2 separate regions of the Pan troglodytes genome follow, and region 2 is linked to region 1. The links are chromatin contacts, called in public capture Hi-C maps. All regions are on one chromosome and are shown on one strand. The core of a region is the stretch at or near the end of the contact, and the rest is flanking DNA. Distances in the headings are between cores, read along the strand shown. Region 1 overlaps BNC2 (basonuclin zinc finger protein 2). Region 2 overlaps BNC2 (basonuclin zinc finger protein 2).

The links. Capture Hi-C pulls out chosen DNA fragments and counts their contacts.
Region 2: a contact with region 1 is called in a capture Hi-C map of stem cell-derived neural stem cells, with 2.0 times the contacts expected there. The contact joins two enhancer-like sites. A contact is called at or near these places in 1 of 7 Hi-C or Micro-C datasets (stem cell-derived neural progenitor cells) and 1 of 1 other capture datasets (stem cell-derived neural stem cells).

What each region holds. Positions count from the first base shown.
Region 1 is chr11:99,192,824-99,195,799 of NHGRI_mPanTro3-v2.0_pri, reverse strand. The region is part of intron 3 of BNC2 (basonuclin zinc finger protein 2); the gene reads right to left. Among named protein-coding and RNA genes, the nearest start is that of BNC2, 160 kb to the right of the region's middle. Within about 2 kb of position 1,574, at least 9 of the 24 cell types and tissues checked have an H3K27ac peak or open chromatin away from gene starts, as enhancers often do. A contact at or near this core is called in stem cell-derived neural stem cells, where this site is marked.
Region 2 is chr11:99,474,588-99,477,563 of NHGRI_mPanTro3-v2.0_pri, reverse strand. The region is part of intron 6 of BNC2 (basonuclin zinc finger protein 2); the gene reads right to left. Among named protein-coding and RNA genes, the nearest start is that of BNC2, 440 kb to the right of the region's middle. Within about 2 kb of position 1,598, at least 1 of the 24 cell types and tissues checked has an H3K27ac peak or open chromatin away from gene starts, as enhancers often do. A contact at or near this core is called in stem cell-derived neural stem cells, where this site is marked.

The sequences.
Region 1 (2,976 bases), core at 325-2,824:
ATTTTGTTTGGTTAGTTTTGAGACATGGAGGAGAGATGTTAAAAAACTCAGATGCCAGCCCAGCATTCAGGAGCCTCATTAGAGGGACTATTTCTTTCTCAAGAAAAACCTATTTTATTAAACATCAAATTCTTGGAATTGTTTCCTAATTATTCCTTAATAAAATTTAGTTAACTTTTAATATAATGATTGCACAGTTTCTAACCTGTGGGAGAGACAGGGAAAGACTACGTTAGTAAGTTTTGTTGCCAAAATTAAAGTATGATCAGACTTAAATTTTCAAAGTTTAAGCATTGTCAACATACAAAGGCAAACGTGTTAAAATTTTGGAATAAATAGAAGAGAGTAGGTTTCAAGAAAGTGTTTTAATTAAGATTATGTCTTCAAAGATATGAAGGGGAAAAGTGGTTATAGGTATAAAGGAAAAACAAGGCCCAATTACGAATAACTTCTGAGTTTAAGATTGCCCAGACTACACACAGCAGTATTCTAAACTGGAGGCATTTTTATTTGTTACATGTACAACTGCAACAGAAACAGACATTCTCTTATTTTCAAGACATTCATATGTAAATGAATGCTGATGAATGGAAATGAGATGCTAAACATGATGGGCAACGTTCAACGTTTAAAAAAAAAAGTTACTTCACTTGCTGAAGCTTGAATCTCTTCCCCTCCTACACCTGGGCGCAAAAAGAAATGAATGACAATGATGGACCTTCCACTAGTTTCTATTGGTTAAACAACACCTTACAGAGATACTCAAGACAGAAAACAAACATTCTTTCAGTCTTATGCTTTGCATCTTTCCTATGACATGTATCACAAAGAGTCCATTGAAAATAAATATTAGAGACTGAAATTATAAGTAAATAGCCAGAAATATTACAGTGGCATTGAGCCAAAGGGCTAAAATATCCAAAACAGTGTAATTATTTAATGAATGTTTTCTTTCTTTCAAATGAGATAATTAATAAGGAATTTCCTGGTTCATGACCACAGAGTACACTATTTTCCCTTTTCATAAAATCTTAGGAGACCGAACATACATTCTGGGCAGTGTGTTTGCAGTGGGAATTATATATATGCATGTATGCTTTTCAAGGGTCTCTATTTATGCCCTCAGAGTAGGATTTGTTCTATCCCCAGTTTTTGCATGAATTACCATTCCTGTCTGTCCCATCCAAGCCACCCCCACATAAACTATCTATTCTTATCATTATGGTACCATTAATCCCATTCTCCCCTCCCCCTCCCAACTCACCTAAGGGGTTAAAAGACTTCAGTACATTTGTGACTTGTCAGTGACATATAATACCCAGGTCCTTCATGCAATCAACTTTTACTTGACATGTATTTGCTCATCACAGGACCCGCATTACCACTGGGAAAATGAAGAAAAACCTAAATTAACACTTGACATTCAATATGGTCAAGTCCTTAATTGGCTGGGCTTCCTGAGAAAGCAATTTTCTATTCCCCAAACTGTTCGCGTGTCATGTGTAGAGTGCAGCTCTTGGCCATCACTGCTGTCCCTCGCTCCCTCTAATGAGAGCAGATGAATTAGTGCTACGTGACACGATTTGAGCAGGGCTTCCTCCTCCTCCCCTCCCCCCAGTCTTTCTCCTATACCAGTGACAGCTGTGTGGCAAGGGGAAGAAAGAAAGAGAAACGCAAGAGCAAAGAATCCTGTAAAGGATGATCATTTTTTTAAATGAACCTTAAATGTCTCGTTGAAACTACAGAACAACAGGGTCACTTAATTTTGGAGGTGGGGAAGGGGGGGGTTGTTACAAAGATCAGGGGAATTATCTGGCTATGGTTGATTTGGGTTGTATTAACTTCCAGCACGTTTCTTCCATTCCTCGCTAGTTGCAGTATTAGACTGCACTGCTCTAATTAAAACGGAATTTACATCCACTTAAAAAGTTTTTGAAAGGTCTGGAGAATGGGTCAACTAGGAAAAAAAGAACAGCATGAAGTGATTATTGTTCGAAGATAAATATACCTCTAAACTAGAGAAAGTCCTTTCAACAATCACTTAGGTCAGGAAGAACCTACAGCACAAAACTATAGTGATACTTTGTTTTCAAATATTATTCCATGTCTGAGCTTAATGCAAACTATTCTTTCCTAACTCATTTTGTTTTGTTTCCATTGATTGTTGAATTACTGAAATGAAAAACTACTTGATCACTGATTTCATTCTATTATTCTGGAGAGAAGGAATATATTCTACTTTAAATGTGCTTGTCTCACTCAGTAAGAAACAATGAATACATGCATGAAAGGAAGGCAGGACAGAGTCTGCTTTACTCAAAAATACTAAAAGGCAAATTAAAGGTATTTCTCTGAGTCTTCACTTACTCATTTTGAGACCAAAGAAGTAGTAATTTTAAATCCCTAATCGCTCACCCAATCTGATTAGGACAAAACAGAACTACAGGATAGAAGAGCATGTGGCAAATCATTTAGGAAAGTAATTAGTACAAAATACATGGATAAGTGAAAATAATTAGTGAAAGTCACAAACACCTTAGCACTTTGGATCATTACTCAGTTTTATTTAGGTGAGAACCAAGACAAAAATGTTACCTGTGTACAAAAAATTATATCAAGACTGCACTGTGGTGTCACAAAATCAGTTTACACATGCAAAACACAAAACTATGTCAAGTATAGCTCCCCCGCTTCAAGTAGCATGATCATTTATTAATTGTTCTTCTGTAATTCTGAATATAATTTAAGCAGTAATAAATACTGAATATAATTTCAGTAAGTAAATTGTGAGTAGATTTAAAGATATAAAAAGATGGTGACATCCACTTTTACACTATGTGTAAAGTTATAACTTAAAGCCAAAAATGCTATTTCCACATTTTTACATTTGTGGGAAATAATGGGAAAGGAAATGAAGCTTTATAAGATTTTTTCCAAAATAAAGCAATTCATAACATCTTAGAGTATTATTGCACT
Region 2 (2,976 bases), core at 349-2,848, 280 kb before region 1:
CCTCAGTGACAGAGCAGACTAAAAAGGAGGCAGAGTTAGAGCGGCTCCCCTCCACTGCCCATCAGACCTACAGGGCTTCCAGCTGCAGGTCTGTTGTTCTTGGTGCCCAAATGGGTCTTGTTTTACTTACGAAATCTTATTTCCCATCAATGTGATAAAGTTACTTCATACATCACTTTCCAAGATGTAGATGTCTATTCTGGCAATTAAGAATGATCTGTCTTTTGATATTCTTATTTATGTGGATGTTTATGTGTAAACGCACCTATACATTACGTGGATGAATTTAGATTAGAACATTAGCACAATTTTTGAGTGGCTGGTAATAATTCAGATTGATATATGCAATAGCAATACTGAGGCATCGCTTACATAAATTCTGTTAGAAACACTTATCTTTTTTTTTCTTTCCTAAGGTAAAGTCAAAATTAGAGCAAGCAACAAAAAGAATTAAACTAGAAGTGGGTAACATTTTTCCCCCTAGTTAATAAAAGAAGTAATAAACTCTATAAAGTACTAGAGTTAGGATCACTAACACTTTAGGCATAACAGCTTTTTACCAGGAATTTACAACTCCTGTTTTAATTCAAGCAGCTTGCATTAGGACATAAAATCTAGGTATATTTTAAAAGTGTAGTTTTATGTGAAATAACTGAAGAAAAATGGTCCTTTCCTAAAAAGTATTCTTTCTTCCTCGGTCTTAGCTTGCCTGCCGCTCCCTCATACACGTATCTTGGCACTCAAGAATCAAAGTTACCAAATCCCTCTTTTATGACATTGCAATTTTTTGGCAAGGACAAGCTTCTTTCCAATTCTGCCACATTCATTTATTTGAAGCTTGTGGGAGTCTTATGGCAAGCACATTATTTCTGAGAAGGCTTTTAAAAAAGAAAAAAAATGCTTCATGGCTAAACCTTCACTATGACATTTAGGCAAAGAAGGTATCCCTTCCTCTTAGTACCACGAATGATCACTTCCAGCAAAAGAGTTGATAGCAGCCTTTCATCTAAGACAAAACGGAACTTACCTGAGTTATACAAGTGAATGTTAACGTACATGTACAGTCTTACCACCCTCTTCTGGGTAGAAAACAGCCCACGTTTTTTAAAAAGAAAAGATGGGCTACAAAAATGAGCATCTCAAATAAATGGTTAAATATAAGAAAGATTCACACCAATAAAGTCTGTGAGAAGGTCAGATAGATTCTGAGGGAGGTGGAAATCAGGAAGACCCTTTCAAAGTGGTCTCTTCATGAAAAATACCACCGGTGCACTCAGTATGTGCATTCTGCTCAGTTATTTTGGCCTGAATTTTCAAGATAATGCTGGCAAGAACCGTAGATTGTTCCTTTATAAGGAAGGTAAAAATAAGAGTTATATAGAAGCATTGTATTTGTGCAACAGAGGTTATAATGCCACAAGAGACTTAATGTTAACTCTCATCAATAGAAATTTGTAAAAATCTCTTTGCATCGTGAAAAGGAAATCATTCGTCAGCCATGAAGCTTTGTGGTCTATTTGGTGCACAGTTCTGAAGACGGTGGAAATGAGTGGTGCGGTTCTTGTAGTGGAGGAGTGAAAGGTCAGCAGAGGCTTAAATGAGCTTGTCTTGCATCCAGCTGGGCCAGCAGGAGGTCATTAGGAAGATCCGAGGCTCACTTTAGGCTTGACAGAGTCTCTCCCCATGATACAAGGAGACCGTTTTGCTCATTGCTCTTCTCCCAGTATCTAAAAAGAACCCCAGGGACAGGAATGACACTGAAGTTTATCTTACTACCAAAGTTTTGCTTGAGGACGGCACAACTAGCAATTACTCAGGAGGGGGATTTATTTTGTGTGTTTGCTTCTGATGGAAAGTAATGGAAGATAAGTACAAAAGGTCTATTGATCTTGCTCTATTGTGAAACCAAATAGAGTAGGAGGGGAAAAAAAAAAAACTCTTCCTTAACATTTAGAAGTCAGAGGACCTGCCCAACTTCACGTTCTAAGAGAATTTTAGAAATGGAGACTTGTAGTTTGATTGGCAATGAAATGAAACAGCTAATGCTTTAACATGTTCTCCTCTTTTACTTGGAGGGGATTACCACATCGTATTTGACAGCTAATTATATTAGGGCAAATATACTAATAGTTATCTTGAATTGGTGCTAAGTGGCTCATTTCTTAAAGGTATTGCCTGGTGAAATCATGTGTATTTACTGAAAAGCCCTCCCTAGAAAAAGTTCTGTTTAAGTTTCCAAACATAGAGAATGATGGAAAAAATGGTTGTTGCTATGCTGAGAAGGTGGTAACAGGAAGCAGGTAACATGTTTTCTCATCTTCACCTCTGTTGTTAATGTATGCAGTGGCTCATCAGAGGTAGCTCATGTTAATTTATTCCTGCACACCTGTACAGGGCTGGAAGTCAGGTAATCAGACAAGCTAAAACTATACATTTCTGCTTTTTAGCTACAGCTACCCAGAGGCCTATAAAGGAACAAATTTAGTTCTGGAGACATCAGCAGGTTTTAATAAATCAAATACACATGTCTTCCGCCATAGGAATACAGAACTTTCCACATTTAGATGTGGACTGATTAAACTAGCAATCAAATGGAAGGTTCACACTTGACACCAATGGTTACCTCATATTTATTTATAAATCACCCTCAGCAAATATAACTTGGTCTTTAAATTTATTCATATGGCTAAATCATCTTTCTACAACTTGAAGATCAAACATATATGCTTACCTTTCAGATAAAATTTAAGACAAACCTTGACAACTACTGGCCACTACTCTGAGAAGAAGAAAGGAACAAAGATAGTAAAACTCATGTAGGATGAAAAAGAGATAATGACTTCTTACTATACAGATCATCTAGTTTCTGAGTACAAAGTCTTCATTTTAGATGGAATTTTAGAACTGCCAATCATTAAGACAAATATAAATAGATTTTAACATATGAGCAAATGATAAGGAATATTAGGAAAGAGA